2 separate regions of the Hordeum vulgare genome follow, and region 2 is linked to region 1. A link is a contact called in public Hi-C data. All regions are on one chromosome and are shown on one strand. The core of a region is the stretch at or near the end of the contact, and the rest is flanking DNA. Distances in the headings are between cores, read along the strand shown.

Region 1 (3,962 bases), core at 1,455-3,954:
TTTATACTTTCTTTATTTCTAAATATAAGACTTTTTATAGTTTCAACTATAAACTACATACGAAACAAAAAAAATGAATCTACACTTTAAAATATGTCTATATACATTAATATATAGTTTATATCAATAAAATTTTAAAATGTCTTACACTTAAGAAAGGAGGAAGTATTTTGTAAGCAAATTCGATTTATTTTTGCTATAACCGACGCTATATGTTGGTTGTCGGCCGAGGAAATGGCATGCTGGCGGACCGGCGCCCCTCCGGAATCTCCTATTTGCCGCATTTTGTGACAAGTAGTCGAGGCTCGGCATACGGGAGAACGAGGGATCGTTCTAAGTGGGCCGGTCCATTCAAGCGGGACATCTCCAGGCGGTTTTGCTGAGGTTCCCAATTGGTTTTTTCTCGTTTTGGGAAATTTTTATTTTTTCCTTTTTATTTTTTCTTTTCTTTTTCTGTTCAAATTTTTTTCTAGATTTTTAAAAAATGTTTGGGATTCCCAAAAATTGTCCTTCACATTCCAAAAATGTTTTTTCTTTTTAAAAGATGTTTTAAATTTCAAATACTTTTCGTTTTTCAAATATATTCATAACTTAACAAATGTTCGGGATTTTCAAAAAAAGTTTGGTATTTTAGGAAAATGATCGGTATTTTCAAAAATTGATCATTAAAATTTTGGTCATTTTTATATTAAGTTTGTGTATGAAAATTGTTCCTAAATTTTGAAAAAAATCTTGCTATTCAAAATGTTACAATTTCTTTCAGAAAAATGTCGTTTGTCAAACTTTTTCCATAAATTCAAGAAATATTCTGGATTTTCAAAAATTGTTCTTCAAATTCAAAAAATGTCTTTGCTTTTTTAAAAATTGTTCCAAATTTTAAGTACTTGCTGTCTTTTTAAATAACTTCAAAAATTGTTCTGGATTTTCAAAAAATATTTGAAATTTTTCAAAAAATATTCGATTTTTCAAAAAACATGAAATATAAAGAAAATTGTTGAATTTTTAAACTAAGTTTCTCTTTGCAATTTCTTTCTTAAATTTAGAAAAATGTTCTTTCTCTTCAAAAATGTTCCAGATTATTAAAATTGCCATTTTAAAACGTTGTTCATAAACTAAAAAATTGTTCTAGATTTTCAAAAAATATTCTTCGAAACCGGAAAATGTTTTTGCTTCATATTCGAAAAGAAAATTAAAAAAGGAAAGAAAAAACCAACCAAAAAAAAATAAAGGAAGTAAACAGAAAAGGGAAAAGGAACAGAAAAAATATAAAAAATTAGATTCTTAAGAAAAAAAATAGGCCGGGCCAATCGAGTGACCCCCTGTTCGTACACTTGACAGTTCACCGTAATGAGCGGCGCATAGGCGAAATCACTAATTAGGGATCACTCCCACCTCCAGGTTGCGACAAGTAGCGCACTGCATGCATGCCACTTGTCATAACTGGGTGTTTTCCTTTTTTTCCTAGATTCGTATTTCAAAATGTTTTATCTACTACATCATGCATCCAAATTTCGAACCGTTTTGACCGTTGGATTTTTGGCGCCGAGATCTTTAAAACTAGATTTGATTTTGATAGGTTTTGACGAACTTTTTTTTCTTAAAAAAACGGATTAAAAAAGTACCTCTCGCAACAAAAAATAATAGAAAACACATTTTTTCATATTTTTTTCCTTTACTAGAGGCACGACCGTGCCTCTAACATAGGCAAAATCGTGACTCTCATGGAAGAGAAATCGTGTCGCCCGCAAACAAAACCTGTTTTTCCCTTTCCGATAGGCACAGACGTGCCTCTTACATAGGCAAAATTGTGTCTCTCGTAGAAGCAAAACCATGTCTCTGAGGAAAAAAAAATAGAAAACGTGTTTTTCCTTTTCGAAAGGCACAGAAATCGTGCCTCTCACCGAAGCAAAACCGTGCCTATCGTAAAAGAATGCATTTTTTTCATTTTCGAGAGGCATGGCTCGCGAAGTCAAAACCATGCATGTCAAAAAAAACAAAAAAATTCGTTTTTTGTGATTTTTTTAATTATTTTTGTTAAAAAGCTAAGAAAGTCAGTTGAAAAATCAAAACACCAAAAATGAGAAAAATATATCCTAAAAAGGCTTGTAAAGAAATAAAAATAATAAAATTCGGAAGAAGCGTTCAAAGCATGATACGTGATGATGGCTAAGGCCATGTTTGGAACCATAATAAATTATGATAATCTGGATTATGAAGATAGATTATATAATCTGGTTTATAAAAATAATCTAGGTGACCATGTTTGAAGGCCAGATTATATAAACTGTAATCCAGGTTTTACATTGCATAATGACCTGTCTGTCCTCTGTTTTTTTAAAGAGGAGGGTGGCGGTGGTAGGTATGTAATTGTCTCAAACTTTAAAAGGGTAATGGGTCATTAGCAATCCATTCATCTAGTTTTAGCTGATATAGAATAGATTACGAGTTTTTAATAATTTATTCATCTAGTTTTTATAATCTACACCATAAGCTGTCCTGTTTGGAAACAAAATAGATTAAAAAACTGGATTATATAATCTGGGTGGTTCTAAATAGATCCTAAGAAAGCTTGAAGTAACTGCGCACGAAAGTGCTCCCTCGCAGGCTCCCGAAGGAGCGCGGGCCAAAAAAATAGAAACTAATAACTGACGAAGAAAGCCCATAAGCCGAGAAGAAGCCCACACACGCCAACTTGTGCTGAGGGGTTGCCCTGGCAACCCGCCGCCGCCGCCGTACGCAGGGAAACCGTAGCAGCATCAAGCGCAGCCGGCGGCACCGCGACTCCAACTTCCCTCTTCCTCCCAGCCGACCTAGCTTGCTCTCGTGCTCAGCGATGGGCGTCGAATCTGCGCAGCCAACCCCCGCCGCCACCGCCGAGCAGGCCCAGGATCTTATCGACGTAAGCCCCAAACCTCCCCGCACACCACCTCATCTCCCCGGGTTCTACTTCCCTTGTTCGTACTCTCTATTTTTTTCGTCATCGGGGTGTACTGTTTGTGCGATTAACTGACGGGAGTGGTGTGTCTTGATTGTGCTGCTCTGCCAGTCCGCGAGGTACGACGAGCTGGAAGACGTCGTCGCCCTCTTCTCCGCCGGTGTTCCCCTGGACTCCGCAGATTCGCAAGGCCGGACGGGTTGGTTCGATTCCCCTTGTTCAAGTTTTACTGTCTCGGTTGCTCTTAGTTTTCTGTTCAGATGCTTTTCTTATGTTATTATGTCAGTGTGGTGTAGAAGCTGTCATGTACTCCCTCCGTATATATCACGCTGCGTGCCATACGAAGTTCTGAACACAATAGTATACTCTTATATTGGTAGATTATATGGTGTCTTTGGCTTGAATTTGAGTGGTTCAACAGAAGCCCGATGTTTAATGAATCTGCGTGCCATATAGTCTTTTAATTTCTCTTGTAAGTTTCTTACAAATGAAGTACTGTCATATATTTTCCATGTTGTTCTTATTAAGCCACCATGTGCAAGCTGCACACCATAACTTAACTATATAAATTCTCTGAAAACCGAGCCCTTTCAAATTAATTCGAAGTTCAGTGACTAACTTTGATAATTCAACCAAACATTCTTGTAGACTGCTTTCATTTTAGATTGATCTCCTAGACTAATTAGTGAGGTACCTGACCATTTCCTCATCACTGTCAGCTCTTCATATGGCTTCTGCCAATGGGCATCTTGCTGTGGTGGAGTACTTGATTCAAAATGGTGCGGTAAGAAAGCTACTGCTCTTTTATGTCTGTTTATATTATTGAGTTGCAGAGTAGATTTCACCGTAGTTTCTATTCACAGTTCAGTGTTAAATATATGCACGCCGAAGCACACAACGGCAGCTAGGTTGTTACAACAGAATCCACAATACAAACATGAGCGCATGCTTCGTGCGTGACACCGGAAGCGGACGCTCGGGTGGTGCTGTAGACGTGGCAGCTGACTTGTCCCCTCCCCCATTGCGC
Region 2 (4,218 bases), core at 515-3,014, 250 kb before region 1:
AATAAATTCCTTTTGGAAAGTTCTTATACCAAGGGCACAAACTTTTCCTGCAAAAAAACTTTCCAAGCATAGGTTTCAAGCACCACGATGGCATTGCAACCAAAGTATGGCAGCATTACGAGTCCGAAGAGATCGGACTCAGATTTACTAGGACATGCATCGCCAAGCAGAAATCTCGGACCATATAAAACTAGGAAGTGTCGCACTTTAAAGACAAAATCCCGGCAAAAAAGGAAGACAAGAAATTATCCACAATGTGGGCGGCGTATTGTGGTAAAGCATCAGAATCATTACCAGCTTTTGCTTCTTCCATGGAATTCTCGTTTTGTGGAAGGAAGACCATGCCTACACCTGTATGTGTTCTTTCAAAAGGAGCAAGCCCTTCCTTGCTGGCCCAGTCATCAAACAAGTCCCATGGTATGCCGCTCATCAATCCTGCCCCGTCACCAGAGTCGTTGTCGGCTCCACAGCCACCACGGTGCTCCATGCACCCAAGAGCTGTAAGAGCATCACGGACAACGTTGAACGAAGGCTCATTACTCAAGTTTGCGACAAACCCAACACCACAAGCTCCACGTTCTGCTAAGATATCGTTCAAATCCGCAGCCTGAAAAAAAAAAAGCAATTCCTAATGTCAAATATAAAGAACAGCACATATGGTTTATTACTCATGACTGTCACAGCTCACAGGTCAGAGCCCATTCAAACACATTCCAGAACGGTCATGGAGAATTGGTAGTACTTTCCAAATTCTCCACCTATGCATTACACAATGTCGTACTCCAGGAACTTGATCGTGATTAGTACCTACCACCACAGCTGTCACCTAACCTTTCATTAGCACGCACTTGTTTATTGCACCTGCATTCGCTGTGTTTTGTGCACTTGCCATACTATGTACTTTAAAAATCTCGTGAAAGTAACACCACATAACAAAAGCGATAGTATGCAAGTGCATCATCATGAGCTAGGTACCAAAAAATACTAGCACATGCAATGAACTAGGGAGTCAACATAGAACCTTATCACCCGATACAGTAGTCAGGACTCAGGAGATACCTGGGCTTGACTCCTGAATCCTGGTCTCGCCCAAATTTCCCAACGATTTTTTTTTTGCAATCAGAAACATATTACAGCGCAAAAGGCTATGATCCGTCAAAACAGACCATGACCCGTGACCTCGTATAAACAAACCAATCTGATAACCGCACCTTGCAATCCGAACCTAGGAAAACCCCAACCCTCGAAACCAAACCCAATCGCGAGACGAGCACCTGATCGGCGGGTGGGGAAGCAAAGCGAACATACCTCCTGCACGGGCTTCTGCGGCGCCCGGCGGCGCGGCAGGTCGAGCACGGCGCGGGCGGAGACGGCCCAGCTCCGGCGCGTGGCCGCGAGCGCGGGCGTGCGGGCCCCTCTGGCCCGGAGCCTGCGGGCGGCGGCGCGGCCCGCGAGGAGCAGCGGCGCGGCGCGCGGGAGCGGGAGCAGCGCCGGCGGCGGCGCCACCGCGCGCGGGAGCGTGGCGGCCATGATCCGGTCAGGTCACGCGCGACGCGAGAGAGCGAGTCGTCGTTCCCCCCTACCGGAACTTCTAGCTAGATATCAGCACCACCACCACCACCACCACCACCGCGACCACCACTACACGCGGCTGCGGGGGCGCGCGGCAGCGAGGTAGATATAGGAGGGGCCGGCGCTCGCGTGGTGGGGAGGGAATGCGGAAGCGGACAAGGCCGGGATCGTGTGGAAGAGGAGAGGATAGGGCGCGGGGAGGCGAGGGGAGGGGAGGGGGAGAGGGGTGGGTGGGTGATGGGGGGTGGTGCGGAGGGGAGGAGAGGAGGGGAGTAGTTTATAGACGGCGACGAGCGAGCGCGGGCCGGCTTGCTTGCTGCTGCGCCTCTCGGGCGCACGGAGAGGCGAGCGACGGGCAGGCGCAGGGAACCGCGACCGGGCGGATGGATCAGGAAAGGGGCCGCTGGGCGAACGGGAGGGCGAGGAGGGGGGTGGCCGCGGTTGGGTTTGTGTGGTTTTTAAAACCGGGGTGGGGCTTGCGGCGGCTTTTGGTGGGGCCTCTGGATGGGGGGAGGGGAGGTGGCTGGGATTTTGGACCGGGGTTTAGGGGTTTTGACGTTTTGTAGAGGGGTGATTATTGGGGAGACGGATGGGGGCGGTGGACCGCAGCGTGGTTCATGTGTTGCTCGTCATGGGAGATCCAAGAATGACACGAAGTACTGTGGACGGGGCCACGGCGTGTTCTGTGTTGGGCCACTTTGTTTGGTTATTTTTGGGCGGTTGGATGAGGAATGCATTTGCCAGTGTTTTTAAGGGACGCGTACTTGAATGTGTGTTATGTTTTTGTTTATTTATTATACTCCCTCTGTCCATGAATAATACCCCTTCGTTCGGAATTACATGTCGCATAAATAGATAAAATATAATGTATTTAAAACTAGAATGCATCTAGATACATTCATTTTCATGACAAGTATTTCTAGACAGAGGGAGTAGTAGTTAAAAAAATAAACTAGTTCTCCTCGACTACAATTATTTAGATACAGAGAAAGTATTAATTTATTATATGTAAATATGCTAAGATTTTATTACGGATAGACATGTTATGATTTGTTTGCCTTTATTGTGTTTCTAACGAATGTGTATGTAAATGTGTTATGATTTGATTTTAGGAATCAAATGAAAATTGTGCATGTGTGAGCGTCACATCATATGAATTATTTGTGACGGTCAAATTTAACCCACACCAACCATCACATGCATACACATTAAACATGAAAAACGGGACCTTCGCTAAGCTTTGGGCCTATCTATGGAAATGCGAGATTTTATTACTCTAGTAGAGTGTTGGATCAGCTAATACTGGATGTGAAACAAGTTCGGCCCCTATGTCCAAATCTTGCACGTTCTCTAAAGCAATTGCAGCCATGTTTTGCTCTCTACCGGTCTTTTGGAAAAGCGAGCACATGAATACCGTAATATGTCTAATTCCATCGAGAAGGTTGACGAAATGCGCCCTTTTATTTTATATTGCATGATATGGAGTTGATTTTTTGTAGGGCAGTATGTATGAATGATGATTTGCAAATTATTCCACTACATGGCCAAGGCAATGCCCTCCATAGTCACACTTATTCCTATCACAAAGTGCTCGGGAGAAGAGGAATAAGCATCTACATGTTGTGGATACAATGTGTCGATCTCATTCCTGGAAATCATACTAGCACCGTATGAGCCATCTACTACACTATAAGATCCATCCAATATAAGTATTGGTGAACTAGCTTGATGTCTCAGACATGTCATTAGCTGTTTCTTCCATTTGAGAGGATGAATTGACATGCATGGAACAATCATCTATTTGCCATTCAACCAGGGGCAATATTTGAACATTGATAGGGGATGAGGAAGATACTGGATGTACTCCTGATGTCTAATTATTATAACAGAAGTTTAAACAAGCTACTCACACCCTTTCGGTTTAAAGGGACCAGCTCAAAAATCTCCCCAACCAAAGTAGATGGTGAGTGATGGAACAAATTTGGTAGTTTCAAAAAATACACAATTAGTGTTCCCTTTATTGAGAATTTGCCCTCTAGGCACTTTATTCAATAACAGGAGAATTCATATCCGATTGAACATGAACAATCAGATGATCGGGGATTACAAGAAAATCACAAGTACTAGGACCATGAACAACATCCTCTTTTGCCGCAACATGAGTAGTTGCATTAGCGCACCTCCTAGTGAACTGAAGCTTGAACCCCTGGAATGTCTAGAGAAGAGATCTCATCTTTCTAAATATATGGTATCCTGCAAAGTTATCGATCACGTATTACCAAAGCTTCACCACGTACTGACAATCCATTTCGATGATCACCTCTTGGAACATCACTGTCAATAGCTAGCGACAAAGCATCTCGGCAGGCTAGCAGTTCAATCCAAAGGAATATGAAACTGATACATACTTGTTGCATCAGCTTCTAACAAAACTCTGTATACGTTCTATTGCCACCATGCCAACTGAAAGAGATGGCGCCCTCATGTTTGGTTTTGGTAACTGATGACAATCCCTATGGACTAATGGTTGCCTTGAGTTGTATTTGAAGGGCTTGTACATAAGCATTGCTTGAAGACCATTAGTTGGTTTCAAGGTTATAAGAAGAAGATTATGTGTTGACCAAGGTGTTATTCAAGGAGCTATCC

The links. A called contact is a pair of places that touch in the nucleus more often than the background predicts.
Region 2: a contact with region 1 is called in a Hi-C map of leaf, with 4 times the contacts expected there. The contact joins the promoter of LOC123424922 here to the promoter of LOC123424921 in region 1. A contact is called at or near these places in 5 of 6 Hi-C or Micro-C datasets (leaf and seedling) and 1 of 1 datasets of contacts at active chromatin or transcription factors (embryo).

The regions. Positions count from the first base shown.
Region 1 is chr2H:56,566,656-56,570,617 of MorexV3_pseudomolecules_assembly, reverse strand. It overlaps LOC123424921 (ankyrin repeat domain-containing protein 2A), which reads left to right and starts at 2,704. Exons shown (of 6, transcript XM_045108605.1): 1 at 2,704-2,899; 2 at 3,047-3,134; 3 at 3,655-3,719. The coding sequence starts at 2,834.
Region 2 is chr2H:56,818,029-56,822,246 of MorexV3_pseudomolecules_assembly, reverse strand. LOC123424922 (ferredoxin-dependent glutamate synthase, chloroplastic) reads right to left here and starts at 1,764. Exons shown (of 33, transcript XM_045108608.1): 1 at 1,309-1,764; 2 at 295-607. The coding sequence starts at 1,530.